Regions from separate parts of the Pan troglodytes genome. Here region 1 is linked to region 2. The links are chromatin contacts, called in public HiChIP or PLAC-seq maps. All regions are on one chromosome and are shown on one strand. The core of a region is the stretch at or near the end of the contact, and the rest is flanking DNA. Distances in the headings are between cores, read along the strand shown. Region 1 holds the start of FAM151B (family with sequence similarity 151 member B). Region 2 holds the start of MSH3 (mutS homolog 3).

What was found. HiChIP or PLAC-seq counts read pairs in DNA pulled down with a chosen protein or histone mark.
Region 1: a contact with region 2 is called in an H3K4me3 HiChIP or PLAC-seq map of stem cell-derived excitatory neurons, with 4 times the contacts expected there. The contact joins the promoter of FAM151B here to the promoter of MSH3 in region 2. A contact is called at or near these places in 1 of 7 Hi-C or Micro-C datasets (stem cell-derived neural progenitor cells) and 1 of 1 datasets of contacts at active chromatin or transcription factors (stem cell-derived excitatory neurons).

What each region holds. Positions count from the first base shown.
Region 1 is chr4:35,564,546-35,570,055 of NHGRI_mPanTro3-v2.0_pri, reverse strand. It overlaps FAM151B (family with sequence similarity 151 member B), which reads left to right and starts at 2,491. Exons shown (of 6, transcript XM_527209.6): 1 at 2,491-3,464. The coding sequence starts at 3,440.
Region 2 is chr4:35,402,728-35,407,584 of NHGRI_mPanTro3-v2.0_pri, reverse strand. MSH3 (mutS homolog 3) reads left to right here and starts at 2,376. Exons shown (of 21, transcript XM_054684241.2): 1 at 2,376-2,719; 2 at 4,166-4,286. The coding sequence starts at 2,492. DHFR (dihydrofolate reductase) reads right to left here and starts at 2,368. Exons shown (of 7, transcript XM_009448936.5): 1 at 2,182-2,368; 2 at 1,778-1,827. The coding sequence starts at 2,267.

The DNA of each region.
Region 1 (5,510 bases), core at 1,242-3,741, 160 kb before region 2:
GGCTCTTAACCCATCCTCCTGCCTCAGCCTCCTGGGTAGCTGAGCCTACAAGTGCATGCCACTGCACCCAGTTCCCCTGTGATTTATTATTGCATTTCATAGACTAGATACCAAGTTCAGAGAGAGAGAGTAATCTGTCCAAAGTCACACAGCTAGAAACTAAATTGGAATTTGAGGGAAAACTTTCTAGCTATTAGGACTCTGAAAATGAGGTAAGCTGTATTCATGCAGTGCTTTGTTTTGATTTTGAGACAGAGTCTCACTCTGTGGCCCAGGTGGAGTGCAGTGGTGTGATCATGGCTCACTGCAGCCTTGAGTTCCTGGGCTCAAGCAATCCTCCCACCTTAGCCTCCTGATTAGCTGATACTACAGGCACATGCCGACACACCTGGCTTGTTTTTTATTTTTTTGTAGAGATGGGTCTCACTATGTTGTCCAGGCTGGTCTCAAAGTCATGGTCTCCTCCTGCCTCAGCCTCCCAAAGTACTGGGATTACATGTGTGAGCCACCATGCCTGGCCTTTATTCATGTTTAGATGTCACCAAAAGCAGCCCCAGACTCAAATTGGGGCCTGTGTCTCACATTCTAATCGTTATATTCTTTCCCCAGTGCAGCATGTACCCTTAACTTACAAAACCTTTTTTTGTGCCAAAAAAGTAATTAGACTTATTTTTACCATAAAATTTCCAAACACTCAGAAGTAAAGGAAATAGTAGGATGAAAATCTATATACCCAGCCTACAACAATCCTCCGAGTCAGCACTATCAAGACTTACCTCTTTTGCTTCATCCATCCCTTAATTTCTTTGCTGGAGCATTTTAAAGCAAATATCAGACATACCCTTTCACGCCTCACACTTCAACATGCAGCTCTAAAAATAAGGACAGTGAAGAGGAATTTTGAGTCAGTTATTGTAAAATATATGAAAATATTGTAATATTGTGACCAATATGTCATAAAAACTTAGCAAACTGATGCAGGAACAGAAACCAAATACTGCATGCTCTTACTTACAAGTGGGAGCTAAATGATGAGACACATGGACACAGAGTGGGGAACAACACACTGGGACTTTTGGAGGGTGGAGGGTGGGAGGAGGGAGAGCAGGAGAAACAATGAATGGGTACTAGGATTAATACCTGGGTGATGAAACAACCTGTACAACAAACCCCTATGACACAGTTTACCTATGTAACAAACCTGCACTTGGACCCCTGAAGTTAAAAGTTAAAAAAAAAAAAAAAAAAAGCCGGGCACAGTGGCTCATGCCTGTAATCCCAGCACTTTGGGAGGCTGAGGCGGGTGGATCACTTGAGGTCAGAAGTTCGAGACCAGCCTGGCCAACATGGTGAAATCCTGTCTCTACTAAAAATACAAAAATTAGCCAGGCGTGGTGGTGCGTGCTTGTAATCCCAGCTACTCAGGAGGCTGAGGCAGGAGAATCGCTTGAACCCGGGAGGTGGAGGTTGCAGTGAGCCGAGATCGTGCCACTGCACTCCAGCCTGGGGCAACAGAGTGAGACTTCATCTAAAAAAAAAGAAAAACAAGTTTTTAAAAAAAGACTTGTACTGCAATCAATGCCATCAAGAAAGTGAAAAGACAATCTGCACAATGGGAGAAAATATTGCAAATATTTGCAAATTATCTGTTAAGGGACTTGTATTGAGACTATATAAAGAATTCTCACAATTGAAATGAGCACAGGATTTGAGAAGACATTTCTCCAAAGGAAATATATAAATGACCAATAAGCACCTGAAAATATGCTCAATATTATTAGTAGGGAACTACAAATCAAGATAATGAGGTAGTACTTCATATCTACTAGGATAGCTATAATTTAAAAAACACATAATAACAAGTACTGACTGGTAAGGATGTGGGGAAATTGGAATCTTCATACATTGCTGGTGGGAATGAAAGATGGTACAGCTGATTTGCAAAACTGGCAGTTCCTCACACAGTTAACAGTTACTATATGAACAAGTAGTTCCACTCCTAGGTATGTACACAGATATGTACACAGGAATGTATTCATATACGTCCACACAAAACTTGTCCATGAATGTTCATAGCAGCAGCATTCATAAAAGACAAAATGTAGAAACAACCCGAATGTCCATCAGCTGTTGAATGGACACACATAAAATGTGGTATTTACAAACTGGAATTTATTCCAACATAAGAAGGAAGGAAGTACTGATACATGCTAAAACATGGATGAATTTTGAAAACATGCTAAGTGAAAGAAGCCAGTTACAAAGATCATACATACAGTCTGTGATTCTATTTACATGAAATTCCAGAATAGGCAAATTCATGAGACAGAAAGTAGATGAGTTGTTGCCTGGGGGTAGGAAGGGGGTAAATGGAGAGTGATTGCTTTGGAGTGATGAAAAATATTTTATCTGAAAGGCTGGGCAAGAATAGCTCCCCTTTGTATTACGTGTCAGGTGATGTTAGTTATCCTAACTCTACGTAGCACTGGCAGATTGAGTTTTTTGGTCACAGAAGCTGAAAATGGCAGAGCTTTGTTGTTAATTCTGATCACTAGTTTGGCTTCAAAAAGTAATGAGTTAAGGAGGGCTAGAAAGACAGTGGATGGGAGGACCCAGTTGCTGAGAGCGTTTTCTGAGTGAACACTGGTGGAGAGACAGAAGGGGAAAGAAAACTTCAAGTTATCAGCTCGGTAACTTTGTATAAAAACTTTTTTATTTATTTATTTTTTTTTTTGACAGAGCCTAGCTCTATCGCACAGACCGGAGCGCAGTGGAGCGATCTCGGCTCTCTGCAACCTCCACCTCTCCGGTTCAAGCCATTCTTGTGCCTCAGCCTCCCGAGTAGCTGGGATTACAGGCGCGCGCCACCACGCCAGGATAATTTTTTAAATTTTCAGTAAGGACGGGTTTTAACCATGTTGGCCAGGATGGTCTCGAATTCCTGACCTCAAGTGATCCGCCCACCTCGGCCGCCCAAAGTGCTGGGAGTACAGGCCTGAGCCACCGTGCCCGGCCAGAAACACTGATTTTTATCAGTAATGATTCCACACCCTTTTAGGATATTACTAACATTTAAAAGAAAATATACCCAACTTTTGAAATTCGTGCTCCACTCCAGCAACTGCTTTCAATCGGAGTTCCATCCTCCGCCGCAGTATGCCCTAACGCAGCGTTATCTTCAGAGCTACCACCGGCTTCCGAAACCTTTCGGAGGAGCGCTTCGCCACCACCTGCACGGCGGAGCGGCGCGTAAACGAACCTCGAACGCCAGCCTTTGCGCCTGCGTGCCGCCGCTCCGTTTGGTTCCGCTTCGCTGGCGCCCGCCGGGCTCTTCCCCCGCCGAGGCCTGTGGTTTGTGGAGTCGAACTTCCCTGCCACCAGTGCCCGGTTAGCAGGGGCGCCAGCCTGGGCGCTTGCGCGGACGGCGGGCGTCGTCACCATGGCAGCATCCGCTGGAGGCCCAGGTAAGCGCCGAGCGCGCGGCGTCTGCCTGGAGGTGGGGCGCTTTGAGAGGCTCCGCTGGCGGCACCCTCCCTTTGCGGGCTCCCGCGGTCTTCCTTGCTAGGGACTTGGGAGCGCGCCGCGCAGAACCGGGCGGCTGGGCTTGGAGCCCGCTCTGCACTCGGGGCGCGCCCGCGATCGCCTGGCAAGGACCTTGGTTTGCCGGGTGGGCTCTAAGGGACAGGCGTTAGGGGAGGTCGAGAATGACAGGCGTTAGGGGAGGTCGAGAATGGCAGGGTCAGTGTCTTTTGAGGTCTGAGTTGGAAAGAAAGGAATGTGACGTTTCCCTAATCCTTAATTTCAGCGGACCGCATGGGGGCGGTCTGGGTCAGTCGGTTCCTCTTTGAAAGCTGGGGGAGGCTTGGGAATGCGGACTGGGCCGGCCCGGCATAGTCCCGCTGCTGAGCGCGCTGCCTGGAAAGCTGGCAGAGTGCGGCTCGCTTGATTCCCCTTGGAATCAGATGCTTCAACTCGCGGGACAGCAGTTCCGCTCTTGAAGGTTACAGTATCTTTTCTGTAAACTTAAGTAGTGGCATGAGACAACGTCAGTGACGCGTTCTTTCTTCAGTTTAGATTTTTTTCCCTAATTGTAAAAATAATACACGCTTTCACCATTCTGACTAGCAGGCTGTATAAATACAGGTTCTCTTCTGAATCGATGCACGGTTTACAGAATCTTGGAATAAAATGTGTGTGTAAGCGAAAAATGTCCAGGTCCTGATAAATGCCATTATAGAACATTTATAAAGTATATTAGTATAGGGAAATAGGAAAAAAAAATCCCCCAAATGCTGATACCCACAGGCACCACTACTAACTTTTTGGTATTTTCTAACAACCCTGACTCTTAAAAATAGAGTTAAGGTCATGGTAAACATAATTTTTAAAATCCTGCATCTTATACTATCCCATGTCACCAAGGTTTTTATAAACATAATTGTGAATGACTGAAGTGTTTTATACAATTATATTGTATACAATTATATTGTAATTAACCAGTCTCCTAACGCTGAACGTTAATCAGTCGTTTCCTGTTTTGTTTTGTTTTGTTAGAATTCATTCTGTAATGAACATTTTTGCATTGTTCTTCCTCAGTTATGTTTTTGGTTTGTTTTTATCCTGGACACGATTCTTGTAACTGAAATTACTGGATCAAAGGATGTGAACTTTTTTCTCTCTCTCTTTTTTAAGATCTGTGCTAAACCTCCATAGAACATTTTCTTCAGACCAGAGTTTTCCTTTTTTAACCCTTGTGCTCTTTACTTCTCAGTATAAATCCTTTTAATGCCTAGTTTTCCTAAGAATCCAAACAAATCTAGGACAAAGCTCACACTCAAGACTTACACCATTCTCACTCACAGGCTGTATAAATCCAGATTCTCTTCTGAATCGATGCAAGGTTTACAAAATCTTGGAATAAAATGTGTGCACAAGTGAAAAATGTCCAATTCCTGACAAATGCCATTTTTTAAAAAACAAATTTTTGGGCCGGGCGCGGTGACTCACGCCTGTAATCCCAGCACTTTGGGAGGCCGAGGTGGGCGGATCACGAGGTCAGGAGATCAAGACCATCCTGGCTAACACAGTGAAACCTTGTCTCTACTAAAAATACAAAATAATTAGCCGGGCGTGGTGGCGGCGCCTGTAGTCTCAACTACTGCGGAGGCTGAGGCAGCAGAATGGCGTGAACCCGGGAGGCGGAGCTTGCGGTGAGCCAAGATCGCGCTACTGCACTCCAGCCTGAGCAACAGAGAGAGACTCTGTCTCAAAACAAAAACAAAAAATTTCTTCTCATTACCGAGTTATTGATAAAGCTAATTCTTAACCAGATTCTTCCGTTATATGTCATTTTTCCCCCTTAAACACACACACACACACATACACACACATTCTCAACATAAAAAAGTTCAAAAGGCACAATAGGATGTATAGTGAGAAGTTCCGTCCTGGCCGGGCGTGGTGGTTTACGCCTGTAATCTGAACACTTTGAAAGGCAGGAGGATCGCTTG
Region 2 (4,857 bases), core at 1,127-3,626:
TTAGTAGAATGGGAGTTGAGGGAGGATGATGTGTTAGTTGAGGGGTGACTGTTACAAATGCAAACCGCCAAAAGATGAAATTTGAAATCTGGTTAGGCTGATGTTAGGGCTCTTTGTTTTTGGGGTTTGGCAGAGATCTCCTTTAAAAAACTGAACTTAAAAGTCTTACCAAAATTCATACTTATCACTCATTACCTAAATCTAACTATTTTTCCCTTTGGCATTATCCGATTTATATCCAATATTTAGTTTTAATCATTTGCAATTGTGTATGACATAGTAAAGATTCTGGGGAGGCCGAGATGGGCAGATCACGAGGTCAGGAGATCGAGACCATCCTGGCTAACACGGTGAAACCCCGTCTCTACTAAAAATACAAAAAATTAGCCAGGTGTGGTGGCAGGCGTCTGTAGTCCCAGCTACTCAGGAGGCTGAGGCAGAAGAATGGTGTGAACCCGGGAGGCGGAGCTTGCAGTGAGCGGAGATGGCGCCACTGCACTCCAGGCTGGGCGACAGAGCAAGACTCCCTCTTAAAAAAAAAAAAAAAAAAAAGATTCTGAGTCAAAGTGCTCAAGTTGAATGCATTTTGTCATCCACAAGACAAATCGTGTTAACCCCTTGTGGTTTACTTTCTTTATCTATAAAATAGAGATAACAATAGTTCCTGCTTCTAGGGTTGTTGTGGGAATTAAAGACTTAGAATAATGTTCAGCCTCTAATCAGTGCTGTCACAACTGTTTGATACAATTGTATTATATTTGTGTACTTTGTAGATTGATATTAAATCATACTTTTAAAAATAGGTGCTTAATGTTCCACTCAATTATCTTAAAACATGTTTAATTATGTCTCTATCCTACTAACACTTCTATAAAAACTTTTTACATATAACATCCACTTTTGGTTCAATTTCTTAGGAAAATAACTTTGAGAGTCAGCTATCTGAACCAAAGAAACATTAACATTACCAGACTATATTGGGATTTTTGAGACTGGCTTTTATCAATTCTTTAGCTATGGGCTCTTGTCATCATCTCTACCAGTGACCTAAGTGTCAAACCCAAATGCCTTGTATCTGTCCCATTAAAGAGATGCAGCATCTGCTCCTTTCTTACTGTTTCCATTTCCTCTGCCATGCCTCCTCTTACAACCATAAATATCCAGGTCTCTTAGGTTTTAAACGGGGCATCTCTCAACCCCCACATTCTTTTCCTTGGTTATTCCCTTCCCTCCAACAGTTCAATTCACCTAGATCCCCATGCCTGAAATTATCCTAGATGTCCTAGAGGCGCCTCATCATTACAATGGTACATTATTCTCCACTCCTTTACATGTCACGCCAGCTTTCAAACTGAAAATCTGAGCGTTCATCCCTGGTGCATCACCTTTAAATTCCAGATCTCCAAAATCCAGGGTCATGTAACCTTAAAAAATTTTTACCCTCTCTTCTCCACTGCCCTTGTTCAGGCCTTATCTCTTCCAGCAGCTGTTCCAAAGGCCTACTCTGTTTTCCTTTCGGAGTGCTAACCTCCACCGAAGCCTCCACCCAGCTGCCAATTCTGCACCATGCCTGATGATTTGCTCGTGCGTTGACATACATAAAATTTCTAAGACAAAAATTTTTTAATAATGGTAAATGAACCTTGGGAACTGCATACAGATCATACAGATCCATAATAAGAGAAAAGGTCCCAGATTAACACGGAAAACTTTCCATTTAACTAACATTTGCACTGGTAAACTTCATCAAGCAAGACCCTACTTAATCCCACATTACCTTCTACTGAAGAGGTTGTGGTCATTCTCTGGAAATATCTGAATTCATTCCTACAAGTTAGAGAAACAGCGTTACTCAAAACATTATCCCTTGGGCGTCACCTGACAAACGGAGCGCTGTGGGCAGGGGTGAGGTGTTTTCTCCAGGGCTGGGACTTTGCCCTGGGCGAGGGCGCCGCAGGGCAAAGACCTCACCAGGCAGCAGAATCCAGGCAGAAATCAGCAACTGGGCCTCCCGCGCAGCAGAAAAGGGGAATCCAGTCGGGCCCACCCTTCCTGCCAGCGCAGACCGCAAGTCTGGCCCCATCCTCTCGCCGGGAGTCGGCCCGGCGCGTCCCGCCCAGGTACCCCGACCGTGGGCAGCCTGCGCCCGTTTGGGTCCCATCGCCCCGGCCCGGCAGATACCTGAGCGGTGGCCAGGGCAGGTCCCCGTTCTTGCCGATGCCCATGTTCTGGGACACAGCGACGATGCAGTTTAGCGAACCAACCATGACAGCAGCGGGAGGACCTCCGAGCCCGCTCGTTACAGCAGAACGCGCGGTCAAGTTTGGCGCGAAATTGTGGCCGCCCCGCCCCCTCGTCCCTATTTGTGCAGGCGAGGCCCCGCCCCCCCGCCCCGGCGCACGCAGGGTCGCGGCGTGCTCGCGCCCGCAGACGCCTGGGAACTGCGGCCGCGGGCTCGCGCTCCTCGCCGGGCCCTGCCGCCGGGCCTGCCATGTCTCGCCGGAACCCTGCGTCGGGCGGCCTCGCTGCCTCCAGCTCAGCCCCTGCGAGGCAAGCGGTTTTGAGCCGATTCTTCCAGTCTACGGGAAGCCTGAAATCCACCTCCTCCTCCACAGGTGCAGCCGACCAGGTGGACCCTGGCGCTGCAGCGGCCGCAGCGCCCGCAGCGCCCCCAGCGCCCCCAGCGCCCGCCTTCCCGCCCCAGCTGCCGCCGCACGTAGTAGGTTCTGTCTGGGACTGGGCAGGGCCATCGGGGCTGGGGGGGCGGGGCTTGTGGGTAACGCGGGCGGAGGCGGGGACCCTCCGCCCGATGATAGGGCTGGAGGAGGAAGGGGCGGGCTGAAGAAGGGGAAGGTGGGAAGAGCCCAGCCGGGGCTACAAACTGGGTGAAGCGCTGAGGTTTTAGTACTTCCGTTTGAGGAGATAGGCAAAGGTTACGCAGGTTTTTAATGGCAGGCCTGAGACAGGAACTCAGGTCTCCTGACTCGCATACTGATGAGGGAGCTTGTGGGCAAGGGGTGCGTCTTTTAACCTCCATCCTTTTTTTTTTTCCTTGGTGGTCGAAGAGTTTTACTGATTTTTTAAAAAAGTGCTGGATTGGGTGACTAGAAGAAAGCTGCCCTTAGGTCTCCAGTTTTTAAGACTGCAACAGCATGGCTCAATATTTGAAATCACTACGGTTAAAAGCAGTCATATTGTGCAGTTCCCCAGTGAACACTTTTTGTAGTTTAGATTATAAAGTCTGAAATACAATTTGGGTGGATAAAGTTTCTTAGAATGGTATAGATGTGACTAATCATGGAGTCCTTCCTGTTGCCATCCTTCAACGCAATAAGTACGTTTGTTTGTTTTTAAACCAGAGATACTGCCACAGGAAAAGGCCAAGGGTGACCCCTCACTTGGGTCACCTGCACAGTATTTTTCAGACTGAGGCTGTGCAAGGGCATTGAAGACTGGTTTTTAGCCACCTACCGTGTTTTAATGTAGGTGACAGCTTGGGTGCTTCAAAATCTTGTTCCTTTCGTATATATTTCTCCCTTAAAATGATTACTCCTCTTCTGTTTTTTTTGAGGACGAGCTACATTTTCATGAATTCACCAAAATTTTGTACCCACCATTTAAAGGGTAGCTGGTGAAGGACTTATGTATGCTTTTGGCAAGTTTTCTGCCAAGAAAAAGTTCATAATCTTGTCACATCTTTAGTGATGAACATAAACCGTTTAAACAGGAAACACTTAAATTGCAATGAACATGTCAAAAATGATACTGTTCTTTTATTACCTATCTTTTCCCCTCTGTGCCTTTGCTACATAACTGTTTATTTCTTAGAGGTATTTTATTTAGCATATGTAAGTAGGGTGATTCAAGTTTTATAATTAAAGAAAGCTGAAGGCTCATTGAGTCAAGACTGGTAGCAGCCTTGGTTTCAATTAATTCTAAACACGGCTTCAGTTGCTGAGGCTCCTGACTATCAGAGTCTACCTTGTCTTTTATGGTGTTAAAAACAGTTCACCCATAGGGTTTTCCAGAGCTAAAAGTAGAGGATTCTTTGAAGAGTGGATGGCAAGGAACCTTGTCATTCAGTTGTAAGGTTTAAATTGCTTCACATACGTCAGGCCTTCTCAGAGTAGAGATAACACATCATTTTCTAACCTTCCCGATATAGGCTACAGAAATTGGCAGAAGAAAGAAGAGACCATTGGAAAATGATGGGCCTGTTAAAAAGAAAGTAAAGAAAGTCCAACAAAAGGAAGGAGGAAGTGATCTGGGAATGTCTGGCAACTCTGGTGAGTTGTGGGGGATTCTTTTTTCTCCTCAGTCATGGCTCTGGTATTCTGGAATTCTCCAGAGGGCAGAAGAGCCTATTAGAATTGTGTCTTTTTTCTTTGTGGAGAAAGGTCCCTTTTGTTCCTGAGCAGAGTGGCCCCCTATAGGTGATGGTGATGTGTATAAGAGGTTAAGGGGATGGTAGAGCTAGAATTCTGCAATTTAGCTGTAGTTCTCCCAACTTTCTCCTTTATTCCTTCTAGCTATTTTTGTCCTGGTTATAAAATTAAAACATTCTTGCTACAGAAATTTCAAACAGTACAGAAATGTGGAAGGTAGGCAGTGATAGACCCCATAATCCCTCCCTTTGAGTGAGGCCCACTGCTATTGGTGTTCTGTATATACTTCCAGATTTTAAAAATTTATACGTGTATATGTGCATAGTCATAAGCTCAAAAATTAGTTTAAATATATTTTACAGATTATATTATATTCTATACCAATTTGCTACTATCTTTTTCTACTTAATAGAAAATTTTGAACAATTTTCAGTATCAGGACCTGCAGATCTACTCTCCCCGCTTTTTTTTT